5 separate regions of the Mus musculus genome follow, and regions 1, 2, 4 and 5 are each linked to region 3. A link is a contact called in public promoter capture Hi-C data. All regions are on one chromosome and are shown on one strand. The core of a region is the stretch at or near the end of the contact, and the rest is flanking DNA. Distances in the headings are between cores, read along the strand shown.

Region 1 (2,700 bases), core at 47-2,546, 2.0 Mb after region 3:
TCATCTACATACAGCACAGCTAGTGGAAACTCATGTTCTCTGCTCAGCTGTGTGACTTCCAACATTAATGACCTCAAAGTCAACTGAGAGCAAGTAGAAAAGAGCCTTGGTGATGGTCACCTGGAACTGCAGCATTCAGGAGGTAGAAGAGAAAGGTGGGGCCCTTGCTTTATGGGTCCTGCCCCCCAACAAAGAGCTGAGGAAACAAACTACAGGGTTTTTTGTTTGTTTGTTTTGATTTAATTTTTTCCTTGTCACAGAAACAAAGCTGTTTTCTTAAAATTAACCTTTGAGAAATCAGGATTTCCCAGGCAGGCCAGTTTCAGCTAGCATAAGGTCATGGCCTAACTTATCCTCTCAGAATGAAAAGTCATTCAGGTAACCTCAGGCCAATCAGTTATTTTTCCACTGTTCTGTCTCCCTGTTCCTGCCTTCCAAGGAATGTGACTTCCAAGTGACATTTGGTTTTGTTTCTGCTCTCTTCAGTCCCTTCAGAGGTAAAGTTAAAATGCAAAGCTTGTGGGAATGACAAATAAAGGCATTTGTTATAGAGTTGCAAAGATAGTAAGAAGCGATCACAGACAGTAGGACATGGTAGAGCAGACCTGGAAGCTGAAGCAAGATGTGGTGTTCCTGACCAGACTACTGGAACTCTTTCAAGAGTTTCAAGAGGGGGAGGGGGAGGGGGGGGGAGAGGGGAGGAGAGGAAACAGAAACGTCATCTCCATTTTTTACATTTTACAACCAACCAGGCTTTTGGCATCTAGTTAATTTGTAGCCGTGAAACCTGAGACTCGAGGAAAACCAGTTTTGTTCATCATTAGACAGCAAGTTCTGAAGGCTGATATTTCTGGTGGATTACACTTTCTGGAGAAAGTTGGCAAATATAGGTGGGGCGCTGGTTAAATTCTGGGTTATAAACGTGGAACAGAGTCCACAAGTAGATGAGTGGAAGGTGCCACAACAAGCCTAGGAAGCTTGGCCTCTCTACGTGGTGACAAGACTCAAACAATCTTACCTCCTTCCCTCAGTGCCCCCGAAATCTTTCAGGGCAGAGCCGCGGACGACCCTCTCCAAGAAAGAGAGGGCCCTTCATGATTCCGGACCTTGGTAGCAACGGCTTCTCCTCGCGGAACAATGGGCAGTTCGGGGCTTAGGGGGACCCCGCGACTGATTCTGTACCTCGAAGGACTACGCAGTTCCCAGGCGTTTGGGAAAAGCTGGGTGGGCTGCCTGTCTTCACAGAAATGCGCCAAGTAGCCAGAAGGACCATTGCTACACCCACCGCCTGCACGCCCCGCCCACTCACCCTTCGTCTCCTAGGCAACACGCCCAACAGAGCCTCACAAAGAACGCCTAAAGACTGTCACGCGGTCTGCTTGCCGGTTGTCTCCCAGGCAACGCACTCCAGTGTAGATAGTTGCTCTGCGACCGCGTGTCTTTCCACCATGGTTTTAGGTCTTGCTAGCTTTCCTGAGTCGCTCTCTAGCCAGTCAGAGACCGCTACACAGCCCAGAAGGCCTTCAGTCAAATGGGACTTGGGCTCGGATTACAGGAAAGGTACCGAAGAGACTACCGCTTCTGGTTCGAACTTCCGGCGCGAGAGACTGGACAGCCAGCCGGATCTTGGCCTCCACGTCCAACCACAGATCTACTTCCTGCGGCCGCGGTCCCCACTCCCCAAGTTGTTATTCAGGTGTGGCTCGGGTATACAAAGCAGTTGTCAGACCCGGGACCCCGTAAGGGAATCCGACTCACTTTGTTCCAGCCGTGTCCCCCCCCCAACCTCCGCCCTTAGATGTTCCTCTGATCGCAGCAATGTCTCCGATCGCAGGATTTTTCAGACTCAGGCCAACCCGTAGGACCTTCAGAAGCCCGTTTTCTGGGCCGAAGGCACTGTCCCGTTTCTAGCCTTCCGAATGAATCCTGACCCTGGCGTAGTGTAGGCTTGACGTCTGCAATTGGTCTCAGGCTCCAATCGACTTGGCAACTCCAGGCCTTCCCATTCTCCAGCGTCCTTGAAAAGCCTTCAGTTCCCCAATGTTTGACTCCAATCCTGTCCCCCTTCTTCAACCGGCATCAGCCAAGGATGTAACAAGTCCTACAGAGGATTTATTATGGAAACACAATTTGTTTCAAAAATGACCAGTATTTATTACTTGATAAATTTGGTGCATCACTAAGTAAAGAGGGTCTTTAAATATTTAGTCTCTTTTTGGTTGAAAATAGGACTTAGACTTGTGTGTAAATTCCTGACCGTTGACTCTGTCTTCCCATCCGCACCTGGGTATGTTGAGTCATCCTGCATAAAAACCAGAAAAGTGGAACTGGGTAGCTTTCAATGTTCGTTCCTTTGTATTAGCAAGCACAGCCTGACCACAGTTGTTCCTAACTCATAGGAAAATGAACTGGAGAACGTTATTAGAATCCCCCTAAAGGTGCTTTGTTTTCTTCTTAACTGAACGTGGTTGCACACGATTGTAATCAAGCACTCAGGTGCTGGAGGCAGGAGGATTGGAAATTCAAGGTCACTCTCAGTTCAAGAGGGAGTTCTAGGCCAGCCTGGATACACGAGACCTTGTCACAAAATATACATCTTTTTGTTTGTTGGGTTTGGTGGTGGTGGTGTTTTCTGTTTTTTTGTTTTTGTTTTGTTTTTGTTTTGTCTGACTATGAATGTATTTTATGATGATCTTATTC
Region 2 (2,700 bases), core at 48-2,547, 1.8 Mb after region 3:
GGCCCCGCCCCATTCGGTGGTTCCAGACGGGTTGGGCGGTTCTCCCGCGGTGACCGGCGCAGCGGGTACTAAATGGGAGGGAGGCCGAGGGTTAGCGTCACGTGGCTTTAGGGACCGTCTCCTAATTCCGCTCCAGCACTCTACCTTCCCACCCGCGCCGGGCTCAGTCCCCGGTGACCCACAAGTTTCAAGAAGACACGGGCTGAAAACACTGGCTTCCGAAGGGAGTCGGTATACACCTTTCGGATCTAAAAAAGCTAAAAGAACTGTGCAAAGCTAGATAAGACCCTGTTCTTACCTAGCTGGATATTTTTTGTACTGTGTAGCCTCCAACCAGGCCTGAAACTCCCTGTGTAGACAGGGCTGGTCTCGAACGCACATAATACTACCTGTTTCTGCCTCCTACATTCTGAGATGAAAGCATGCAACACCATGCCTGGCTTATAAGAGATTTAAGGCCATATTTATTTGAATTTATCTGTGTGTCTCATGTGTGAATGTATAGGTGTGTGTGTTTGGGGGAGGTGGGTGCTGCCTGTGGAAACCAGAAGTGTCAGATTCCCCCGAGATGGAGTTACAGATGGCTGTGAGACACCCGTGTAGATGCTGGGACTGGAACTCCGGCCCTCTGGAAGAGCTGTAAGCGCTCTTAACCACTGAGCCATCTCTCCATTCTCACCCATTTTGCTTTACAGACGTGGTCGTTGGGACCGGGGTGGGGAGTGGGGGGAGGGGCGGTGTGTGTGTGTGTGTGTGTGTAAGTGGCTTACATCTACTAGGCGGCCCAAGTAGGATTTGTCTCTAGGGGCCATAGCATTGCCCCTCTGAAATCCCAGAGGATTCAGAGTGCTTTTGCCCCTTGTAATAACTCCCTAGCTCCCTTTTCCATTTTAACAGTTGCATGAGTCAGGAGAGTGGCTGTCCTCTTTGTGTCTCTATTTCCCTACTGTAAAGTAGGACCCTACGCTAGTGCCAGAGCTTAAGGAAGCAAACTTGAGTCTACTGGACACATGATGACTGTTATAATTAATTAGTCCTTGCGACTGTCTAAGGCAGTGAATGTTGGCACGCCTCCCATTTACACACGAACCGCGGCTCAGAGAAATACACCTTTCCTAGAAGCCGCACACCTAAGAAGATTCCATTCTCCGATTGGAACTCTGACCTATTTAACTCCAAAAACTAGTCATGTCTGGGAGAGTTTTGCATTAACTGCTCAGAGAAAACAAGACCATCTGTCTGCAAAACCCAAGCCTAGGAGAGGGGCTTGGATGTTGTATAAGGCAATTTTCAGACACTCCCTGCAGTGGCGTTAGCGATAGCGGGACCCGTCCTTCAGCCTCGGACTACTGGCGGGTTCTTGCCTGGTGTTAGCCAAGTGCTAGTGGAGACACAGTTGTGGTGAGACTCTAATCTGCAGCGACTCCAACCTTGCCGGGGAAGTCATGTCGGAGCAGCAGCGGCAGGGCGCCGAGCGCGACCTCTACCGGGACACGTGGGTGCGCTACCTGGGTGAGCGTGGGAGTGACAGACGCAGCGACCCCACCACTCCGGAGGGGCTGGGGGCGGGGGGGGGGGGGAAGCAATGGACCGGGTTGCCGATCTGGAGTCTGAAAAGGGGCTTAGTTCTTATTCGGCTTGGCCTGGAGACAGGGCTCAGGAGAAGGCTAGGGACTTGTCCAAGGTCACACAACCCTGTTGGTTCAGATCTGTCCACGGGGCTCTTCTGGAGGCACAAACCGAGTGTGTGGGTTGCCCTCTGCCATGACCGTGCACTAGCCATGGCGTCAGAGGATCTGGACTCCTAGCAAGTCTGCCTTTCCCAGGCTCTTCCTAAGCTTCAGTTTTCTCTTCTGTAAAAAGGGCTGAATGCGAGGCACTCCTGTCGGGTGCTGACTGTAAGAGCGGGCTGAGGTAAGGCCTTAAAAGACCTGGCACTTGATACTGGTCAGTGGAGCCCACCCTCAGTGATTCGGTGGCCTCCGGTCGCCTCCCTGGTGCAGATCCCCAGAACCACGGCTGGGGACTTTGATCAGTGAGCCATGAACTTCATTGTCGGTGTCAGTCCGCGGGCCTAGAAACCAAAAGGTAAAGTTACTTGACTGAGGTCACCTGCCGCACTGTAGTTTAAGAGGTTAGGGTTAGAAGCAGCTTTCTGTGTAGCGCCCCCTTGTGGAAAGGGCCAGAGAGTTAAATGCCTTTTCCCTCCAGGCTACGCCAATGAGGTGGGGGAGGCTTTCCGCTCGCTGGTTCCTGCAGCTGTGGTGTGGTTGAGCTATGGTGTGTCCAGCTCCTATGTCCTGGCCGATGCCATAGACAAAGGCAAGAAGGCAGGAGAGGTGAGTGTTAATTAACCCTTTCCAACCCATCCTAGTGTGGGTGGTATGCAGTCTTGCAGTGGGGACAGCCCTATCCCCGTTAGCGTCTCATAGTGCAGTCCATAAGCTAATCTTGTTTGTAGGATTGTTCATCCCCACCCGACCAAACCATTTGGGTAGGAGGTGACAGTTGGTACCTCTCCTGGATGTGGGCAAATCACCCCCAACCCTGAATGTAGTACAGCCCAGTCCTCCACCCAGCTGCCTTCTACCCTACTACCTCCGCATGTTCTTCCTCCTTGGTCCACCGGCATGCTTCTGTCTATAGGTTTCCTACCTCTGCCCCAGCTGGGCTAAATGTCTTTGTACCTTTCAGGTGCCA
Region 3 (2,700 bases), core at 5-2,504:
GGAATACAGCAAAACATGCAGCAGGAGCAGGGTCACTTGGCAATGTCCAGAACGTCTTGGTTGCTGGAGGCAAAGTGTGCAGGGAGGTGAGGGTAGGGAGAGCAGGACAGATCTACAGCAGTGGGGGCCGGAGGGGGAGTGGCTGACCTCAGGAATGATGAATGGTGCCTTACAGTCTCCTGGGAGAGAGATCACAAGATCCGTTGCCACTCTCCAGAGGGCCATGAAAAACAGCTAAGATTTACTGACAACGATTGCATAAGAGGCTCGGGGTTGCATGCCTCCGGGATGCTATCACCTCGCTTAGTTCTGACCATCTCAGACTGCCCACTTTCACCTGGAAGTCTTCCTCACCCCGCTCCCCTGTCTGTGTTCCTGTGGGAGAAGAGGAGGCAAGCAGATGCCTAGGCTTGAAGCTTGCCACTAAGAGACTAGGGCCAGTTCGGAGAGGCGAATCACAATTTCCCACTCGTCCAAACCTACACTCTCTTGAGACCTGGGATGAACAACTTGGGCGACCTCAAAAGCCCAGCGCCACCCTATGCTGAACACACACCTCCAGGTTTCCAAACTCCAGGACAGAACTGCTGCCTGGCAGTGTGTTGCCTTGCGTTGCCTTGGAGAGACATTCCTCACGGGGCAGCATGGGAAGTGGCTAGACCCTCCAGAGCCCCTGTATGCTCACTTGATGCCATGGCCACCCATGTCACCAGGTTCTCACCTTCTACATCTGCCCGCTGCTTGCCCCCTGCCTTGGATTTGCGGGGACGCTGGGTGGGTTCGGGAAGCGGCTGGACTTCCACGTCGTCTTCCCGGGGCGGGGACTGGGTCTCCAACTCCGAAAGGAAGCCTTCGAGGAACTCCTCGATCTCGTCGTCCGTCAGCACCGTCTGTGGGTTCCCCTCAGGGCACAGCGTCAGCAGTGCCAGGAGGCCGCAGAGCAGGGATGCGGTGCGCACTGGAGCCATGGCTCTGGGCACGCGCGGGAGCCGGGCGGGCTTGAGCAGGGACTTGGGTGGCAGGGGCAGCGCCCCGCGTAGGGGCGGGAAAGGGCGCGAGGAACGTGGGCGTCAAGGGTATCCAGAAAGCGGTGGGAAAGGGAGATTCAAGGAGAGCAAGGGGCTCCAGGAGAGGTTCTGGCGGGCCCAGCTCCGGCAGCAACTGGGCGCTCCTGCCCCGCGTGGCTGGCTCTCACGCGGACCGCCCTCCAGAGCGCTTGCGACGGCCTGGCCGGGGCGGGGGCTTCGGGTTTCCGGAGGGGGAGGAGGAGGAGCCGGCCTTGGACCGGGGGCTGCGGGGGAGGGAGGCGGAGCAGCACGGAGCCCAGACTAATAGCAGCGTCAGCGCCCAGTTTAGAGGGTCTGGGTGCAGGGCGCCTAGCGGGGAGGAAGGCCTGGGAGAAAAGAATGCAACAGTTATGGGGAAGGGAGTGTGCGGAGTCTAAGGAGACCTGTGCTCTAACCCGCTGTGCCCTTTGCTCTGAGCCCAGGGAGATTGCTAGGGGAGGGAGGGAGTAGGGCCCTCGAGGGTACTGGCGATCACCTCCTTTCCACTTTCTGGAGGTTAGCTCTTCAAAGTGTCACCTGCTGTGTGCTTGCACAGGTGTCACCTTTGTCCAGTTATCACCAACATCCCAGGTCTTTGGAGCCAATTTTTGCGAGGAAGGCTGTGAAAAGCTGTTCTCAGCAAGCTGCTGTCCTTATGGAGATAGGAGCCCCACTTCAGAGCTCAGGGCTCAGGTCCCAATGTGGAGTAATAGCTATTTCTCTCCTTCCTCTGACCAGAAGCGGTTAAAACAACAAATTGTTTACAACAGCTTCAGCTATGGCTTCTAGAATACAAACGTTGGCTGGCTCATAATGGCCATCATAGCTAAGCCCAGGAATGCCAGAGCATTTACCCATGAAGGATTAAAGATGTGAACGTGGGCTTGTAGCAGCCATAGGTCCAGGGCAGTGGCAGGCAGCTTTCAACCAAGGTGGGGAGGCACTCTGATAAAAAAGAATAGCGACCCCCAGATGATTGACATGGGAAAGTTTACATCTCAGCTGGAAGAGAAAAAAGAAAAAGCAGGTCAAGAAACACCAACACGATGCCACCTCCTCAGTCTTTCACCCTCACCCTCACCCTCTCTGTCCAGCATGAGCAGGGAGAAAAAGGGGAAATTTTCGGGTACTGGGCTCTGTAACCCACTGCTCTCAGGGAGTAGGCAAGCCCCTCCCGGCAGTCTCCTTTCTGGCTCTCCTTGAGGAAGCATGGAGACTATGCCAAGAACTGATGTGTGTGTGAGTGTGTGTGTGTGTGTGGGGGGGAGGGTCTAACCCATCTTAGCCCTCCTAGCTGTCTGACTCAGCAGGGGAACTCCGTGTCCACAACTTACTATACGCATATTAAATGGACCACCTTTCTGGTTTATTCGATTTTTTTGAGACAGAGTTTCTCTGTGTAGCTCTGGCTGTCCTGGAACTTGCTCTGTAGACCAGGCTGGCCTCGAACTCAGAAACCCACCTGCTGCTGCCTCCCAAGTGCTGGGATTAAAGGTGTGCACCACCACTGCCCGGCTAAATGGACCACTTTGTGCTGTGCCTAGCACACACGATCAGCCCTTGCATCCCACAGGCTGTTGGTCCTCATCCACTTTGCTCCCCCTCCCCCATCCCGGGACAATCCTCTCACAGCTAGGCCTCCCCATGAGAGACT
Region 4 (2,700 bases), core at 52-2,551, 1.7 Mb after region 3:
GTGGCCCTTAGAAGATTCCATCCAAGGGTGCAGAAGTATGTGGGATGAGGAGGTTGAGGAATCCTGACCAATGTTCACCTTGCCTGGAAACTAGCTAACATGCTGAACAGCTTGCTCTGGATTCAGCTGAGGCTCTGGGAAAGTCGTCCTTTCACAATGAGAATAATCAACTCTTCTTTTTCTTTCTTCAGGTTAACACAGCATATGCACATCAGCAGCCACAAAGAAGCTACCAGGAATTTCCACAGACTTGTTTTGGAAGCAGAAACTCCTAGTGACTACACAGCTAGGCATGGCTTTCACTGCGATTACTGTTGTGGTATGTCAACCATACCAGTCCTATCTATCACCTACCTCATTGCTCTCCTGTGGTTTTGGAAGAAGTAAGGAGTCTAAGCCAGAGCCTCTAGAACTCCCCATGATGCCCCTGTGCTGCTTTAAAAGACCTTTATACTACAAGTTCCCTCTGTGCAGAAGCAGCTGTTACCTGGCCACAAAACTGGCAGTCTTGTCGACGATGTTCCTGACCTCCGGGGGAGGGTAAATAATGCCGACCACTGGCTTGGAAGGGGTGGGATCCTCCTTTGACGATGCTTCTTCTTCAATTGGCTGTGAAAACAGAGAAAAGGTAGTAAGGGCTTCAAGTCCCCGGCTCGGATTAGGCTATCATAAACGCTCCATGATACTGACAGGAACGTCTGTCCTGTAGACTGCAGACTCTCTTGGGTTAGCATCCGAGGACGCAGTTAAAAACAAAACAGGGCAAGTTTCCTTAGCCATACTGTATTTACGCAGCCATTCCTAATCTAGGGGAAAGAATGATTTGCTTAGCTCTCCTCTTTTTGAATGGAGGCTTCGTGGTTCACATAAGACCCCAGAGGAAGCCGGGGGTGCAGGTCCGCATGCTGGTTTTGAAAAGTCCGGTTCTAGGGATATCTTTTTCGAGACCAGAAGGCAACTCAGCGCGCTGACTCCTGGGACTTGCAGTCCCTCCATGTCCTTCGGGGTGGCCTGAGCTTCCAGCAGCAGTGCCACAGCGCCCGCGCGGAGGGGAGGAACGAGGCCTCCAGCAGGCCTGCAGGCAGGGAGCGCGGGGCACGATACCTGTTTGGACTCAGTGGCTACTGGCGGCGGCGGGGGTACCGCCTGCACGGGTCCGGCCTGCATGACTGCGACGCTCAGGGCTGCCAGTCCACCTCGGTGGCGACAACCGGTGCGACGACAAGATTAAAGATCACCACACGAAGTATCCAACTCAATGACAAGATGGCGGCGACCCAGAGAGAGAAGCCGCGGGAGCACTTCCGGTCCCGCCCTCTCGCCGTTTCGCACTTCCAGCCCCGCCCCGCCTGCTCCGTGGCGCGGTACGCCGTTGCCAAGGCAGCGGCCTGGGCTCCCAACTTAGAGTTGCGAGGCATTCTCGGAGCCTCAGACGCTCTGGAGGAAGTTCTGTGAGCCAGACAGACACAGAGCTGAGGCTGCGACGCCGGAGACAGGTAAGCCATTCCACATCCTCTGACTCTGAACTTCCCTCCTGACTCTGGCCGGTTCCTCGCCCCCTCAGCGCCCCACCCCTCGCCCCTGTTTCTTTCCTGTTTGGCCTGGCATTTTGAAGATGCCATAGAGTCCCACTTACTACACCTTTAGCCCCATTTTTTGGTTCAGCACCACCTCCTCTGCATCCCTCCTTACAGAGTCCAGGACATGGTGCTAACACCTTTAATTCCAGGAGACAAAAAACGAAGCAGATCTGAGTTCAAGGCCAGCCTGGGACAGAGCAAGTTCTAGATGAAGAAAAGCATAATTCAGGCGTAGTGGTACATATCTTTAATCCCAAGAGACAAAGCCATGCAGATCTCTGAGTTCAAAGTCAATTTCCTGAGCAAGTTTCAGGATAGCCAAGCTTAGGCAGTGAGGGAGTTGAAAAACAGAAAGCTGGTAAGATAATAAAGGGGATCAGGTTCCAGCCACAGGAAGCAGAATTTGGCTGTGTGGCTCTGGCTTTAGAGTCTAGAGTAGAAGGGATTGCTGGGACAGTTGATGCTGGTTAGCTGGAGCTAAGAAATTAGTGATTAAGACGAGACCAGCATCACTGAGGTGAAATCTTCTGGGAAGTGTTTTCTGAGAGCACAAAGAAGCTGTGTTCCAGAGATAGCCATGGTTGTTGCTGCAGCTGTACTTGGCAGTGTGTAAGAGTTACCCAGGCAGTATTAGTTTGAAGGCATGAAGGTGTCATGAAGAGCAGCTGAGGCTTGGCACCGTGAGAGGCCAGGGAAGGCCATTGGTGAAGGTGCAGTTACAGTTACAGTTGATGGCCCAGGACTGAAGGGGTCATGCAAAGGAGTTGAGGCTTGCCCCATGAAGAGAGCCTATGAGAGGCTCTTGGTGAAGCCTAGTTGCAGTGGTAGACCCCAGTGTATTGGAGATGCCAGTACGATAAGATGATAACCAGGAACAGCAGCAGCAGTTGGCTGGAGTCAAGCAGAGCCTAGAGTGCTTCAGAGGGCAGAGCTGGAGAAGTGATGCCAGCCCTTTAGAGGATCCCCAAAAGATCATGTGTGGATCCCAGACATTGGAATAAAAGTTAGATTAAGAAGCTGTAAAGTTGAAGTTGCCTTGGAGACCCCAAGATGTTAGAGATGCCAGAGTCATGAGATACCTGCCAAGGAAAACTGCTAGCAGGGAGTGGGACCAGCCCAG
Region 5 (2,700 bases), core at 180-2,679, 1.7 Mb after region 3:
TGGGACAGCTTCATGGAGTGGGTTCTTAAGATAATCAAGCACTTCTGTAAGTCCCAAGAACAGCTGGGGACATCCTGGGCAGTCACAATCAGTCAGAGGAGAGGGAGAATATATACTGGCGTAGGGCTTCCATGGTGCCTGTGAGGCTCTATAAACTGGGAGGTACACTATGACAGGGAGGCTTGTCAGTTCTGGGTATGGCGCTAGTCTCCTATCACAAGACAAGTGGAATGAAAGCAGGATCTAGAGGCCATCTTCCTGAAGAGACCACCAGATCGCATCCGCAGTCTCTGGGAGGGCGGGCTTCTAGGGGTTCTGCTGTGTACAAATCTGTAGCCCAACATGCTCAGCTTGGAGGGAAGGTGTTACTCCTGCCTCAGCTTTCTCTAATGGAAAGCTGGGTACCTGGTAGCTCAAGGGTGGGGTGCTGTCTCCCTCCTTCTCCAGTCCTAGATCTGGATTTGGGAAGGAAGGACATAAACACGGCAGCCTGGGAGTCTACTGGCTGGCTCCCCTGTGATGAAGCTGACAGGGGAGTCCTAGAGTTGAGGTGCCCTATAACTACTGGGAAGGAGTGTCGGCCCACCTGTTGCCTGTGACAATGGACAAAGCTGCCTTTTGGCAGAGGGTGTGTAATGAGGAGAGACCTTTCCATGATGAAAAGAAACTGGGAGTCAAGATGGGACCCTCTGGGAGGGGGCTGGCCAGTGTCAATCCTTCTGAGATATGTGTCTGGAGGTAAGGGTTAGCGCGACCTGGAATAGCTCGGAGTCCTGAAGTCTTAAGATTTCCTGGGGTGCCGATACTGAGGTGGCGAGACAAGGATTCTGTGGGGTAGGGGGAGATGGAGAATAGCTGTGGGCAAAGTATGGGGCAGCCATCTGTGCGCGTGTCAGGGGGTGGCAAAGCTTTAAGGCCAGAGTAACCTGCGAGATTATGAGCTGGAGATGGGAAACCCCCATCGGGGATACTCTCCTTGGAGGGTATGGATCAGTCGGTTTGGGGAAGACCAGGAGGAAGGGAATGGCCTTTCTGTTCGTAGGTAGAAAGTAGGCTGCCGCTTGCGGCGTATCTGTGGGGTTGGGACAGTGGAGACACGTTGGTGGGTCAGGCCCACGCCTGTGCTGGTCCCGCGCCCGGCCCAGACCCCAGAGCTACTCACGCGCCCTCGGCGCCCTGCGAACCCACGATGAATCCGAACTTGTCGATGCGGCGCTCGGCGAAGCCGTTGGCCTCCGAGTCGGAGCCGAGCGAGCTCAGCTCGTCGGCGGTGGCGGCGTCGGGGCCCTGGGCCAGGCTTTCCCGGGTCCCAGACAGGCTCCCGCCTGCTGCGGGCTCGCGCGGCCCATTCTCTCTGCTGCTTTTCGCCATATCGGCCGCGCCCGCCACCAGAGCGCCAGCGGCCACCTCAGCCGCCTGAGCCGCCCGGCCTCCGCCGACGCTGCCGACGCCCCTCCCACGCACTGTGCCCATTGGCTGCCACAAAGCTGGGGGCGGATACCCAGGGAGCTCCCACCACGCGCCCAATGGGTGCCGAGGGTCCCGAGCCTCGCCCCTCCTCCAGCCTGGCGCCAAGTGGACCGACGTGAGGGGGCGGGACAACCGTCACCAAGGGCCCGCCTTCCCTGGCTGCCAATCACAAAAACTCACCTGGACTAGCTCGTCTGGCTTTTCCGGGTTGGCCCGGAGCTGGTGTGTCACCTGCTGCTGCTCTCTGGCAGAAGGTCTAGGGCTTCCCTAGAGGTCCTAAGGTCTCTGCCTCCATGGGAAACAGGGTCGTGGGTAGCGCTACTTCGCCAGGTCATTTTCAAGAACAGTGATGAGACGCAAGTGGGCTTAGGGATCTGAACCACCTGGCTGTTCTGCTTAGGGGGATGCAAATTAGCTCGTGGGAGACCCTATAAGAATAATACAGAACAGCCGGGCAAGATGGCTCACGCCTTTAATTTAATCTCAGCACTTGGGAGGCAGAGGCAGGCGAATTTCTGAGTTCGAGGCCAGCCTGGTCTGCAGAGTTAGTTCCAGGACAGCCAGGGCTACACAGAGAAACACTGTCTCGAAAAACCAAAACCCAAAACCAAATTATATATATATATATATATATATATATATATATATACACATACACACACACACACACACACACACACACACACATATATATATATCAGACCTAAGCTCTACCTTTTTCTTCCCAACACCTTTCTGGTGAGGGTTGATTTGTATTGTTTTTCTTTGAGATAGGGTCTCCAAAGTGGCTTTGACTTTACTATGTAGTCTAGGGCCCTCCCTGTCTCCCAAGTGCTGGGATTACAGATGTGGGCTATCCTGCCTGACTCCCCAATAGTTTTATTGAAATATGGTTAGCATACCACCACTTCCATCTATTTAAGGTATATACATACTTCCTATATTTAAATTCCATCACCCCACCGACACACCTACACATGCACAAATACATAAAAATTAAAGATAAATTAGGCATGATAACAGATGCCTGTACTCTGTAGGCTAAAACAGTTTACAAGTTCCGGACAGACTGACTGGGCTACAAATAAAAATCCTATCTCAAAAAAAAAAAAAAAAAAAAAAGTACAAAGCTGGGCGTGGTGGTTTTTATCCCAGCACTCGGGAGGCAGAGGCAGGCAGATTTCTGAGTTTGAGGCCAGCCTGGTCTACAAAGTGAGTTCCAGGGCAGCC

The links. Promoter capture Hi-C pulls out the DNA fragments that hold promoters and counts their contacts.
Region 1: a contact with region 3 is called in a promoter capture Hi-C map of liver, with 6 times the contacts expected there. The contact joins the promoter of Dusp18 here to the promoter of Aebp1 in region 3. A contact is called at or near these places in 1 of 39 promoter capture datasets (liver) and 2 of 115 datasets of contacts at active chromatin or transcription factors (astrocytes and pancreatic cancer cells).
Region 2: a contact with region 3 is called in a promoter capture Hi-C map of liver, with 5 times the contacts expected there. The contact joins the promoter of Mtfp1 here to the promoter of Aebp1 in region 3.
Region 4: a contact with region 3 is called in a promoter capture Hi-C map of liver, with 11 times the contacts expected there. The contact joins the promoter of Sf3a1 here to the promoter of Aebp1 in region 3.
Region 5: a promoter capture Hi-C map of liver shows a contact between it and region 3, with 6 times the contacts expected there. The contact joins the promoter of Tbc1d10a here to the promoter of Aebp1 in region 3.

What each region holds. Positions count from the first base shown.
Region 1 is chr11:3,893,836-3,896,535 of GRCm38.p6, reverse strand. Dusp18 (dual specificity phosphatase 18) reads right to left here and starts at 1,296. Exons shown (of 2, transcript NM_173745.5): 1 at 1,019-1,296. It overlaps 4921536K21Rik (RIKEN cDNA 4921536K21 gene), which reads left to right and starts at 1,410. Exons shown (of 3, transcript NM_026150.3): 1 at 1,410-1,696. The coding sequence starts at 1,449.
Region 2 is chr11:4,094,028-4,096,727 of GRCm38.p6, reverse strand. It overlaps Mtfp1 (mitochondrial fission process 1), which reads left to right and starts at 1,297. Exons shown (of 4, transcript NM_026443.4): 1 at 1,297-1,512; 2 at 2,212-2,339; 3 at 2,695-2,700. The coding sequence starts at 1,446. It overlaps Gm51935 (a long non-coding RNA gene), which reads right to left. Exons shown (of 3, transcript XR_003949843.1): 3 at 1,986-2,074.
Region 3 is chr11:5,860,420-5,863,119 of GRCm38.p6, reverse strand. It overlaps Aebp1 (AE binding protein 1), which reads right to left and starts at 1,254. Exons shown (of 21, transcript NM_009636.3): 1 at 722-1,254. The coding sequence starts at 968.
Region 4 is chr11:4,158,955-4,161,654 of GRCm38.p6, reverse strand. Sf3a1 (splicing factor 3a, subunit 1) reads right to left here and starts at 1,301. Exons shown (of 16, transcript NM_026175.5): 1 at 1,105-1,301; 2 at 488-609. The coding sequence starts at 1,167. Ccdc157 (coiled-coil domain containing 157) reads left to right here and starts at 1,362. Exons shown (of 12, transcript NM_001164620.1): 1 at 1,362-1,496.
Region 5 is chr11:4,185,562-4,188,261 of GRCm38.p6, reverse strand. Tbc1d10a (TBC1 domain family, member 10a) reads right to left here and starts at 1,429. Exons shown (of 9, transcript NM_134023.1): 1 at 1,163-1,429. The coding sequence starts at 1,371.